Linked DNA regions of Pan troglodytes: region 1 is linked to region 2. The links are chromatin contacts, called in public Hi-C maps. All regions are on one chromosome and are shown on one strand. The core of a region is the stretch at or near the end of the contact, and the rest is flanking DNA. Distances in the headings are between cores, read along the strand shown. Region 1 overlaps KAZN (kazrin, periplakin interacting protein). Region 2 overlaps KAZN (kazrin, periplakin interacting protein).

What was found. Hi-C and Micro-C count contacts between places; a contact is called where the count stands out from the background.
Region 1: a Hi-C map of induced pluripotent stem cells shows a contact between it and region 2, with 2.5 times the contacts expected there. The contact joins two enhancer-like sites. A contact is called at or near these places in 3 of 7 Hi-C or Micro-C datasets (blood, induced pluripotent stem cells and stem cell-derived neural progenitor cells).

Annotation. Positions count from the first base shown.
Region 1 is chr1:216,418,648-216,424,255 of NHGRI_mPanTro3-v2.0_pri, reverse strand. All of the region lies in intron 3 of KAZN (kazrin, periplakin interacting protein), which reads left to right. Among named protein-coding and RNA genes, the nearest start is that of TMEM51, 370 kb to the right of the region's middle. Within about 2 kb of position 3,580, at least 2 of the 24 cell types and tissues checked have an H3K27ac peak or open chromatin away from gene starts, as enhancers often do. A contact at or near this core is called in induced pluripotent stem cells, where this site is marked.
Region 2 is chr1:216,155,512-216,160,871 of NHGRI_mPanTro3-v2.0_pri, reverse strand. KAZN (kazrin, periplakin interacting protein) reads left to right here. Exons shown (of 17, transcript XM_513047.8): 6 at 829-999. Among named protein-coding and RNA genes, the nearest start is that of TMEM51, 100 kb to the right of the region's middle. Within about 2 kb of position 3,556, at least 7 of the 24 cell types and tissues checked have an H3K27ac peak or open chromatin away from gene starts, as enhancers often do. A contact at or near this core is called in induced pluripotent stem cells, where this site is marked.

The sequences.
Region 1 (5,608 bases), core at 2,331-4,830, 260 kb before region 2:
GAATTTAAGAACCATGATGGATTGACATCGGCCCCTGACCTCACAGAAATACTAAACAAATGAGATGTAGGTCTACAGGGCAATTGCTTTCTTCTTTATTTCCTGGGCTGATTACTATTGATTATCTGCTGTGCACTTTGTTAATTTCCTGTTGACAGGCTCTCTTCTATGAACAGTTCCTGGGAAGGGTTTGGCTTTGTTATTTTTTTTCCTGGGATTAAGGCTCAGTGTATTCTAAACAACCGCATTATTCAGTAGAGAATTTGTTCAACTTTCTTTTCTTGGCAGCTGATTTACCAGTGACCTCTCCCAAAGTGAAGTGACACATAAACAAGACACAAAAAGTTGACTCCCGTTTAAGAAATATTTCAAGGCTAGTGATGGGTATACATTCTCTCGTGCGTTGCTGATGCTAATTGCAGTGTACCTGGGGTTAATGATGATTTTGCAATAACAGGTAACATTTCACTTGTGTCAGGCTCACTGCTAAGTGCTTGACAAGCTTTATCTCATTAATTCCTCCCAACAAACGCATGAGGTATGTCTTGATATGATCCCAGGTATTGTCTGAGTCCCAAGGGAGAGCTTTAGACTATGGAAACCTTCTAGGGCATCAGAACCAATTTTGAGCTAAATGTGTTTCTTCTTTAGGGCTTTTGAGTTTGCTGTTGCCTCTGCCTCAAAGCCTTGGCCCGATCTTTGCTCTCTGTGCAGCCCCTCTGGCTTGTCCTTTGGGTCTTGGCTGAGATGTCACATCTTCAGAGATGCCCTCCCTGTCTCTTCCCAGCCTCCCCTCTCTCTTGCTTTATCTCATTCCTAGCACATCTCTCTAGCAGGCATTTGGAGGTTGAGTGTCTCCTCCACTCTGGAATGTGTGGAGGAGCTAGGTTGTGGGTTCATTTACTATTGCATTAGCCCAAAAACTATCTGTGTGGAGGAGCTAGTTTGTGGGTTCATTTACTATTGCATTAGCCCAAAAACTATCTGTTGAGTGAATGGATGAGCCATGTCCTCCCACTCACTGCCTGGATGGCCTTGGCAAGTTGCATAACATGTGGGAGCCTCCGGTTTCTCTTCTGTCAAATGGAGATAGTAATTAGAACCTGCCCCATAGGGTTGGTGTGAAAATTAAGCAAGATGCTATAAATAAACTTCTTAGTTCTTTCACGGGGCCTAGGCATTTCACAATTAAGACAAAGTACTATTCTACAGGCTACAGACGAAACAGAATGAAATAAAAAATACGAAGTGCTCAGCATGGCACCTGGAATACCACGGACACTAACAGGTGATGATCGTGTATGATTTTCCTTCTGATATTGTAGGGACAATGACTGATGATCACCAGTCTAGAGTGAATTGAGTCCTGAGCTCCACTATTGACTGAGGTATAAACTGATAAAAGTTCAAAATATTTTTTATCTTGACTTAGAAATGGAGGAGAGAAGAAGCAGAGGATTCGGTGTTCGGAAACAGCAAAATCCCTTCTGCACTTGCAGCTGGAGTTACAGGAGCCCAGAGGGTGCCGAGTGGAGTGGGGAACACTGAAGGCACCGAGAGTAAATAACATTAAAAGGCAAGAACCTCCGCCGGGCGCGGAGGATCACGCCTGTAATCCCAGCACTTTGGAAGGCCGAGGCAGGTGGATCACGAGGTCAGGAGATCGAGAGCATCCTGGCTAACACGGTGAAACCCCATCTCTACTGAAAATACAAAAAATTAGCTGGGCATGGTGGCAGGCACCTGTAGTCCCAGCTACTCGGGAGGCTGAGGCAGGAGAATGGCGTGAACCCGGGAGGCGGAGCTTGCAGTGAGCCGAGATCACGCCACTGCGCTCCAACCTGGGCAACAGAGCAAGACTCTGAAGAAAAAAACAAAAAACAAAAAAGGCATAAACCTCAGTTTCAAGTGCTAAGAAATCATATCCCCATTTAAAAATGTCCTTTCAGGTGCCAGATTTTAAAATGAATTACTGTGTTTTCTAAGCCCTCGGTCAGCTTCAGAAGGGGATATTTACAACTCTAAACATGTGTGCTTGAGCAGCCTTTACAAATGCAAACTGAACATCTGGAATTTGGCCTAATTTATAAGAGCAAATGAAGATGTTGAAAACTGAGGGGTCCAGATAGGAGGGGACCTTCTCAGTTCTCAAATTCAAGGTTGCAATGTTACTGACTTAGAGGCTAGTCAGCACCTCCTGTAATAGTTTGTACCTTTAAAACCCATCAAGAGGCCGGGGGCAGTGGCTCACGCCTGTAATCCCAGCCCAGCACTTTGGGAGGCCTAGACGGGAGCCTAGGAGTTCAAGACCAGCCTGGGCATGAAAAACGGCACAATCTCTGGCACATAAGCATGCTCAATAAACGGAAGCTATTGTTATTTTTAAATTAATGTGAATTCAGCCCCCAATCATAAAAAATTGTCAATAATTGGTGGTTCATATACGGACTGAATTCCACGATCCATGTTCTGTTTATTTCAATTATGACTCCACCACTTTGAGTTCTGTGTCTTTGGACAAGTTCTATCACCTCCCTGAGCCTCAGTGTCCTCATCTGTAAAGTGGGCATAAGAATGGAACCTGTCTCTCAGATCTTTTGTAAACGTTTACAATAGCGTCTGGCACATATAAAGAATGCCGTATATGTGTTTGCTATTATTAGCATCAAAATTATGACTAGTAGGAACTAGCAGTTATTTCTAATGCCAAAGATGGGACTTCCACCCTCTTTAGGCAAATATATTGATCGATAAGTGAGCAGCTGCAAATGTATGATTCTTAGCTCCTCATTGAAATGCACCTCCCGGCTGGGTGCGGTGGTTCACGCCTGTAATCCTAGCACTTTGAGAGGCGAAGGCGGGTGAAATCACCTGAGGTCAGGAGTTTGAGACTAGCCTGGCCAAGATGGTGAAACACCGTCTCTACTAAAAACACAAAAATTAGCCCGGCATGGTAGCACGCGCCTGTAATCCCAGCTACTTGGAAGGCTGAGGCAGGAGAATCGCTTGAACCCAGGAGGCAGAGTTTGCAGTGAGCCAAGGCCGCGTCATTGCACTCCAGCCTGGGCAACAGGGCAAGACTCCACCTCAAAGAGCAAAAAAAAAAAAAAGAAAAAGAAATGCACCTCCTATGCAAACTTGGACCATGCTTAAAGTGTGTTCCTTCATTTTAGTAATTGAAGAGGCTTATAAAAGCAATAATAAATATACCTAAGTTTCTATGGAAACAATTATCTAATTAGGTTTTCCCTTTAATCAAAGGAGTCCCAATCTAGGAACTCTTAGTATGTTTCCTGATTAAGGCCATTTGTGGTTTTCCTGAGTCGCTGGAGGAATCCCAGGGTAGAGGCCTCCCCCCAACCTCGCTGCAAATGTTTTCATTACAGATTATAGCAGCAGGCCTGGCGGCATCTGTAGAGGGCTAATTTTTCCTGACAGTCCTGCTGACCTTTGTTTGCTGATAACCCTCTTCTCTGTGGCAACCCCAGCAGATAGAGGCAATACCAAGGACGTAGGTCTCATTTCCCTGAAGAGTAGCTTCTCGAGAGACTCAGGAGAGATGCCCACTGGAGGAGCTAGCATGAAAAAAAGAGAAAATTGCTGCCTTTAGGGGGTGCTCAGCCCTGAAGTGCTCAGTGCAGCCTCAGCTTAGATTGGCTGTAACATGTCAGAATGTGATGAGGCTGATATTTGGAGTTTGCTACTCAACATGGTCCCTGCAAAATGCCATTTCCAGCACCTAATACCTGTCTGGGGAGAGATCAGAACATTTAGTTTTAATCTTAAAGGTCATGCAGGAATTCATCCTAATAATAGAGCCCAAAGCCAGGCAGGGAGGCCAGAAAATCTCACCAGCAGGGGCTCCTTTTGCAGACTGAGCCACTGCAAGAAGAAGAGCTCACGTGCAGAGAACTGATAAAAACCAACTGTCCTTCACGGTGACCCCGAGAAGCCAAGTTCTGCTCCAGGACTTCTCTTCTGCAAAACCAGGACCCTAGGCATGGATGCTTGCATTCAGGCATTTATTGAACAAAAATTTATCTATGTGCCACGTCCTGGGCTAGACCCTAGAGATAAGAGGTGAAAAGATATGCTCTCTGTCCTCAGGTGAGAACAGCCAAGCCAAGAAAGTGCTAAGAAATGATCCCACTGCTGTCGATCTTAGCCATCTGGGTATGGAGGGAAGAGCACTGTGCCTGCCTGAAGAAGTCACGGAAGGCTTCACTAAGGCGGTGGCCTTGAGCGGGGTCCTGGCTGAGGAGTAGGCGTTTTCTGGTAGGCAGGCATGGCAGAGGGGCTCCTGGAAGACAGAAGGGCATGGGCGCACAAGAGACCTGGCCTGGCAGGGGTTGTGATGGAAGTAATGGGGGTGGAGGACTTGAGGCTGAGTCTGGAGCCAGAGAGACTGCGATGAATAGAGGTTATGAGGACGAAACTGGAGAGGCGAGGAGAGACTGTGCCAAAAGTTGGGGTCCTCATCTGTGGACAGCAGTGGCCCCTAAGAAGGGTTGTACCAGTCAGAGTTCAACCAGAGAAGCAGACCCACTAGGAGATACATATTAAGAGATTTGTTGGAAGGCATTGGCTTAGGCGATGGTGGGGTTGGTGAGGCAGGTCTGGAATGCACAGGGCAGGCTGGAATTCTTGGTCAGGCAGGGGTGAAGCTGCTGCCTCGGGTGGAGTTTCTTCTTTATCAAGGAAGCCTCAGCTCTGCTCCCACATCCTTTCAACTGGTTGAACCAGACCCACCCTGATTATCTAGGACAGACTCCTTTTCCTGAAGCCAACCGATTATGGGTTTTAATCACATCTACAAAATACCTTCCTGGCAACGCCTAAATGAGTGTTTGGTTGAATAACTGGAGACTATAACCTAGCCAAGTTGACATTGAAAACTGACCATCAGAGAGGGAGTCTGGGGAGGTATGGGCTCTCTGCAGACCCTCCTCCTCTCTCCCTGCATTAAGGTGTGGCACCATAAGCAGCACCCAAAGTCACTCAAGGGCCGGGCACGGCAGCTCACACCTGTAATCCCAGCACTTTGGGAGGCTGAGGCGGGCAGATCACTTGAGGTGAGGAGTTTGAGACCAGCCTGGTCAACATGGTAAAACCCCGTCTCTACAAAAAATACAAAAATTAGCCAAGCGTGGTGGCACATGCCTCTAGTCTCTGGTACTTGGGAGGCTGAGGTGGGAGGATCACTTGAGCCCGGGAGGTCGAGGCTGCAATGAGCCAACACCATGCCACTGCACTCCGGCCTGGGCAACAGAGCAAGACTTTGTCTCAAAAAAAAGTCATTCAAGTGACTACTCCAGACCAGAGAAAGCTGCAAATTAACAAGGGGTGATTCTGGGACAGGCGGAAATACATGTGGGCACTGGGCTGGAGTGATATCACCATGTCTGAGAATAGCCTCTTCTCAGCAGCCCCGAATCGGAAATACATAGTTCCAGAAGTCAAATACATCTTGATTTTGATCTCGGATAGACTGCTTACTTTTTTTTTTTTTTTTTTTTTAAGCTGTAAAATGAGATAATGCCTCGGGGGTACTTTGAGAGATTAAGATGTAAGCACGAGGGTGCATAACGTCAAGCTTCTAGAAGGTGTT
Region 2 (5,360 bases), core at 2,307-4,806:
AGCTGTTTCTCTCACAGGCTGTGACCCTGTGGAGTGGTGGCCGGACCTTGTGGCAGTCCAGACAATTGGGGTCACTGGTGCCTCCTTACTGTTGACCCTGTTTCCCTGTGATGAACACAATTTACCAAACAGAACAAAGCCCCAGAACAACTATTGCACCCTAACTTCTATCAGACTGTGTTAAGTATTTCCCACACGTGAAGTCATTCAATCTTTAGAATTCTTTGAAACAAGTAGGATTGACTCCTGCCCCATTTTACATAAGAGGAACCCAGACTTGATGAGGTAGAATGACTTCCCCAAAGCAGTCATTTGCCAACTTACTCATTCATGCAGCAAAAAAAGGATTTAATGAGTGTCTACTGGGTTCGTCTCTGTTCCAGTCTTCCAGCTAGTTTGTGGCAGAGCTGGAGTTCGTGCCCACGGCTTTCCCACCACAGAGCCAGAACTCCTGGCCACATGTCATGGGGCCTCCCCACGTCTTTTTTTTTTTTTTTTTTTGAGATGGAGTCTCGCTCTGTCGCCCAGGCTGGAGTGCAGTGGTGCGATCTCGGCTGACTGCAAGCTCCGCCTCCCGGGTTCTGCCATTCTCCTGCCTCAGCCTCCTGAGTAGCTGGGACTACAGGTGCCCGCCACCATGCCTGGCTAATTTTTTTGTGTTTTTAGTAGAGACGGGGTTTCACCATGTTAGCCAGGATGGTCTCAATCTCCTGACCTTGTGACCCCACTTCTTTTTCCATCTAGGAGTTAGGCCCCCTCTAGGCATCCCTGGGCCAGGAGGAGCCTGGCTGTAACACCCACGGTGCTCTCTCCCTCTCCCACCCACAGGAGAGCGAGGATGCGGTCAAAGCGCTGGCCAAGGAGAAGGACCTGCTGGAGCGTGAGAAGTGGGAGCTGCGGCGCCAAGCCAAGGAGGCCACAGACCACGCCACGGCACTGCGCTCCCAGCTGGACCTCAAGGACAACCGGATGAAGGAGCTGGAGGCCGAGCTGGCCATGGTGAGAACCCTCCCCACCCAGGTGGGCCTGGCATCTGCTAGCAGTGCCGTGCTGGGAGCCGGGACGTCTGGCATCGACTCACATCGGAGACCTAGGGTGGGGTGGGTGGGGCAGAGCAGAACACAAGCAGGGGGCAGGGCCCGCCGCAGGAGGGGGCTTTCTTCAATGCATCATAAGTTTCCCTCCAAGACCATGCCCCCAGAGACTGGGCCAGCCTTTTATCCACCTGCCTTGGGCCCAGGGAGTGTGGAGACGCTGGGAAACCACTCACTCTTCCACACACCCCAGCCTACTATTAGGAAAAAAAGGCCTAGTGCAGTGGCTCATGCCTGTAATCCCAGCAGTTTAGGAGGCCAGGGCAGGTGGATCGTATTTGAGCCCAGCAGCTTGAGACCAGCCTGGGCAACATGGCAAAACCCTATCTCTACCAAAAAATTAGCCAGGCCTGGTACATGCCTGTAGTCCCAACTAGACCGGTGGCTGAGGCAAAAGGATTGCCTGAGCCCTGGAGGTGAGGCTGCAGTGAGCCACTGCACCCCAGCCTGGGCGACAGTGAGACCCTGTCTCAAACAAAAAAAAAAAAAGAAAGGAAAAAAAATTTTTTTTGTTTAAAATATACATATTTGCTTAGGAAAATATTTGGGAGGAAATACATAGAAATATTAACGTTCATTCTCTCAGAGTGGTAGCAACTTTTATTTATTTCTTTGTTTGTTTATTGGCCTCTTTTCAAATGTCTTTGCAGCAAAAATGTCTTACTTGGGTCATTAAGGAAACAAATAATTTTTTCCTAACCCAAACCAAACCCTCAAAATACTTCCAGACACTTTGTTTTCCCAGGAGATGCCTACCCTTTGCGTGTGGGGACAGAGGGTCCGGGTCGGGAGAGAGAGCCCTGGAGGTCTGTTCTGCCTGCTCCTGTGTGACCTTGGGCTGCCCACTCAACTGTTCTGGGCTTCAGTGCCTTTTACTTGTTACTGGACTGGGAGTGGAGTCTTAATCCCACCCTACCTTCCCCACAGGGTGGCTGGGCAGATCCAGGGAGCTTGTGGCTAGAGTAGGGGAAGAGGGAGGCCGTAAGTCTTAGAGGATTTGTCGTCCTGCAGAGTGCTGATGCCAGCTAACGGTGTGGTTACAGCCATGTGATCTGGGTTCGAATCCAGCCCCAGGTGCTTCCCAGCTGTGTGACTTTGGGCAGGAGCCTTCACCTCTCTGGACTCCATATCCATCAACTCAAAACAGAGATAATGGCATATGTAGTTGACCCTTAAACAACGCAGGGCTTAGGGGTGCTGATCCCCTGCGCAGCTAAATCCATGTATAACTTTTGACTCCCCTAGAAGGTAACTTCTAGTAGCCCACTGTTGACCAGAAGCCTTACTAAGAACAGTCAGCGAGCACATCTTTTGTGTGTTAACTGTGTCGTGTACTGTATTTGTATTAGTTCGTTCCTACACTGCTATAAAGAAATAGCTGAGACTGGGTAATTTATAAAGGAAAGAGGTTTAATTGACTCACAGTTCCGAATGGCTGGGGACGCCTCAGAAACTCATAATCATGGCGGAAGGCAAAGGAGAAACAAGGCACCTTCTTTACAAGATGGCAGGAGGGAGAATGAATGCAGGAGGAACTACCGCACGCTTATGAGCCATCAGATCTCGTTAGCATTCTATCACTATCACGAGAACAGCATGGGGGAAACCAGCGCCATTATCCACTTACCTCCACCTGGTCCTTCCCTTGACACGTGGGGATTACAGTTCGAGATGAGATTTGGCTGGGGACCCAGAGCCAACCATATCAGTATTCTTTGAATAAAGTAAGCTAGAGCAAAGAAAATGTTATTAAGAGAATCAGGCCGGACGTGGTGGCTCATGCCTGTAATCGCAGCACTTTGGCAGACCGAGGAGGGTGGATCACCTGAGGTCAGGAGTTCGAGACCAGCCTGGCTAACACGGTGAAACCTTGTCTCTACTAAAAATACAAAAATTAGCCAGACGTGGCGGTGGGTACCTGTAATCCCAGTTACTCGGGAGGCTGAGACAGGAGAATCGTTTGAACCCGGGAGGCGGAGGTTGCAGTGAGCCAAGGTCAAGCCGCTGCACTCCAGCCTGGGCAACAGAGCAAGACTCCGTCTCAAAAAAAAAAAAAAAAGAGAATCGTAAGGAAGAGAAAATATATTTGTTATTCATTAAGTGGAAGAAGAGGATCATCATCAAGGTCTTCATCCTCGTTGTCTTCACGCTGAGTGGCTGAGGAGGAGCAGGGAGAGGAAGGATTGGCTTTGCTGTCTCAGGGGTGACGGAGGTGGAAGAAAATCCGCCGATAATGGGACCCATGCACCCATGCAGCTCAAACCCACGTTGTTCAAGAGTTGACTGTGCTTTGTAGGGCTGTTGTGAGGATTTCCAAGAAATAAAGCAGGAGAAGCATTTGGCACCGGGCCTGGATCCCTGGACGTGGTAAAACCACGGCAGGATGGTTTACTAAGGACCAGGCCCCAGGACAGGCCGGGGCAGGATCCCTGGGCCTAGCCTAGGTCTCCTTGTCCAATGCTGACCCCTAGTGGTGAGAACTGCTGGGCAGGAAAAAACTGCGGCTGCAGGGACTTCTGGGGTCCAGGGGGTTCCCACCAGTGGGGTTGATAATACTGGAGGCCCTGCTGCTACGTGCAGCCCAGAAAGAAACCTTTGAACTTGCAGGCCAGGAAAAGGCCCCTGTTCTCCCAGGTCTTTCTCATGCCTTGTGGACAGACAGTTATGTCTTCCTCCCTTGGAGTCCTGGCCTTAGGCATCCGAGGACTCCCTGGGTCTTTCTGGCCTAGAAACCAGCTCACCCTGGCTTCCACTCCCACTGTGTCTGGACACTCAGCCTGTTTCCGCTCTGGCCAAGAAAACTCAGCTTCTGGCCTCCTTCTGGCAGGCATCAGATGCATCTGCCCGTGTGAATGTTGGCAACTCAGGTTGATTGGTTTATGTTCATGTTAACAGCACAGGCATTATCTACCCAGGGCTTGGAGGCAGAGAGAAGGGGCTTCACGAGGAGCTGTGATGGCCCCAGTCTTGTTGGGGTGTCCACCTGAATGCAGGTTCCCTCCATTGCCCACCATGCCTAAAGTTTCACCGCCAGGCTGTGTTGCCTGCAGGCCCAGCTCCCCCACTGCACAGCTGACCCTTCCTCGGGGGGTGCCTTAAGTCCTGGGTTGCAAGCAACAGAAAGCAGCTCTGCTCTGCCAGTGGAAGCATAGAGGGTGGGTTGGAAGGAAGTCAGGGTCCACACGTGCAGTGGGGAGGTGGAGGGCGCAGCTTAGCAATGGCAGAAGCCACGGCAGCTGCAGGCCGGGCGTGGTGTCTCGTGCCTGTAATCTTTTGGCTTTGGGAGGCCAAAGCGGGCAGATGACTTGAGGTCAGGAGTTTGAGACCACCCTGGCCAACATGGCGAAACCCTGATTCAACTGAAAATACAAAAATTAGCTGGACGTGGTGGCACGCAGCTGTAATCCCAGCTCCTCGGGAGGCTGAGGCAGGACAATCGCTTGAACCCAGAAGGCAGAGGTTGCAGTGAGCCAAAATCGCACCACTGCACTCCAGCCTGGGCAACAGAGAGAAACCCCATCTCAAAAAAAAAAAGAAGCCCCCCAGCTGCGGAGGTGGGGAGCCAGGCCCGGGGGGATGGTGCACTCAGCAGCCCCTGCAGCTGGGGGACGAACATGTCCCTTTTGTCTTCTGATGAAATCTTACCTCTGTGAGGTCCATGCAGTGTGCCCTGTGGCCCATCTTGGGCCACTTACTAGCCCCTTACCCAGGGGTCCTGGCTGTAGCCGCTGGTGCTGGGCAGTTTCCTAAGTGACCCTGAGGTGCTGCCACAGAGGTGGCAAAGCTCACACCTGCCAGTGACACTGAGGCCACTGGGAAAGCAGGTATTGGGGAAAGAGCCCAGGCTGGTGCCAAGTGAGGGGTGAGCAGCCCGTCAGGATCCAGGCATCGTCCCTCCCCCCGTGTCCTGAGGAGCCAACTCTGGGCCGCCCCACACACCCTCTTCGCTGCTTCACTTGGGGAAAAGCTAAAAAGACATTTGCTTCTGCAGACGTTTCCCAAGAAGCAAAGCCCTCTATTGGCATTTAGCAATGAAGGTGGGCACCCTGAGGCCTGCCCAGCCATCCACCCTTGCTGGGGGCATTTCCTGTTAAATCCTGATTGAACCAGGCATTACCACCCACACAGCAACTTCTCTGTAACCACACTGGCCCCATGGGACCTCATGTGTGTGTATGTGTGTGTGTGTGTGTGTATGTGTAAAATATTGTTTATCAACTTAGAATGTCAAGGCCCGAGCCCACATGAGCCTACCGTTGCCCCCGC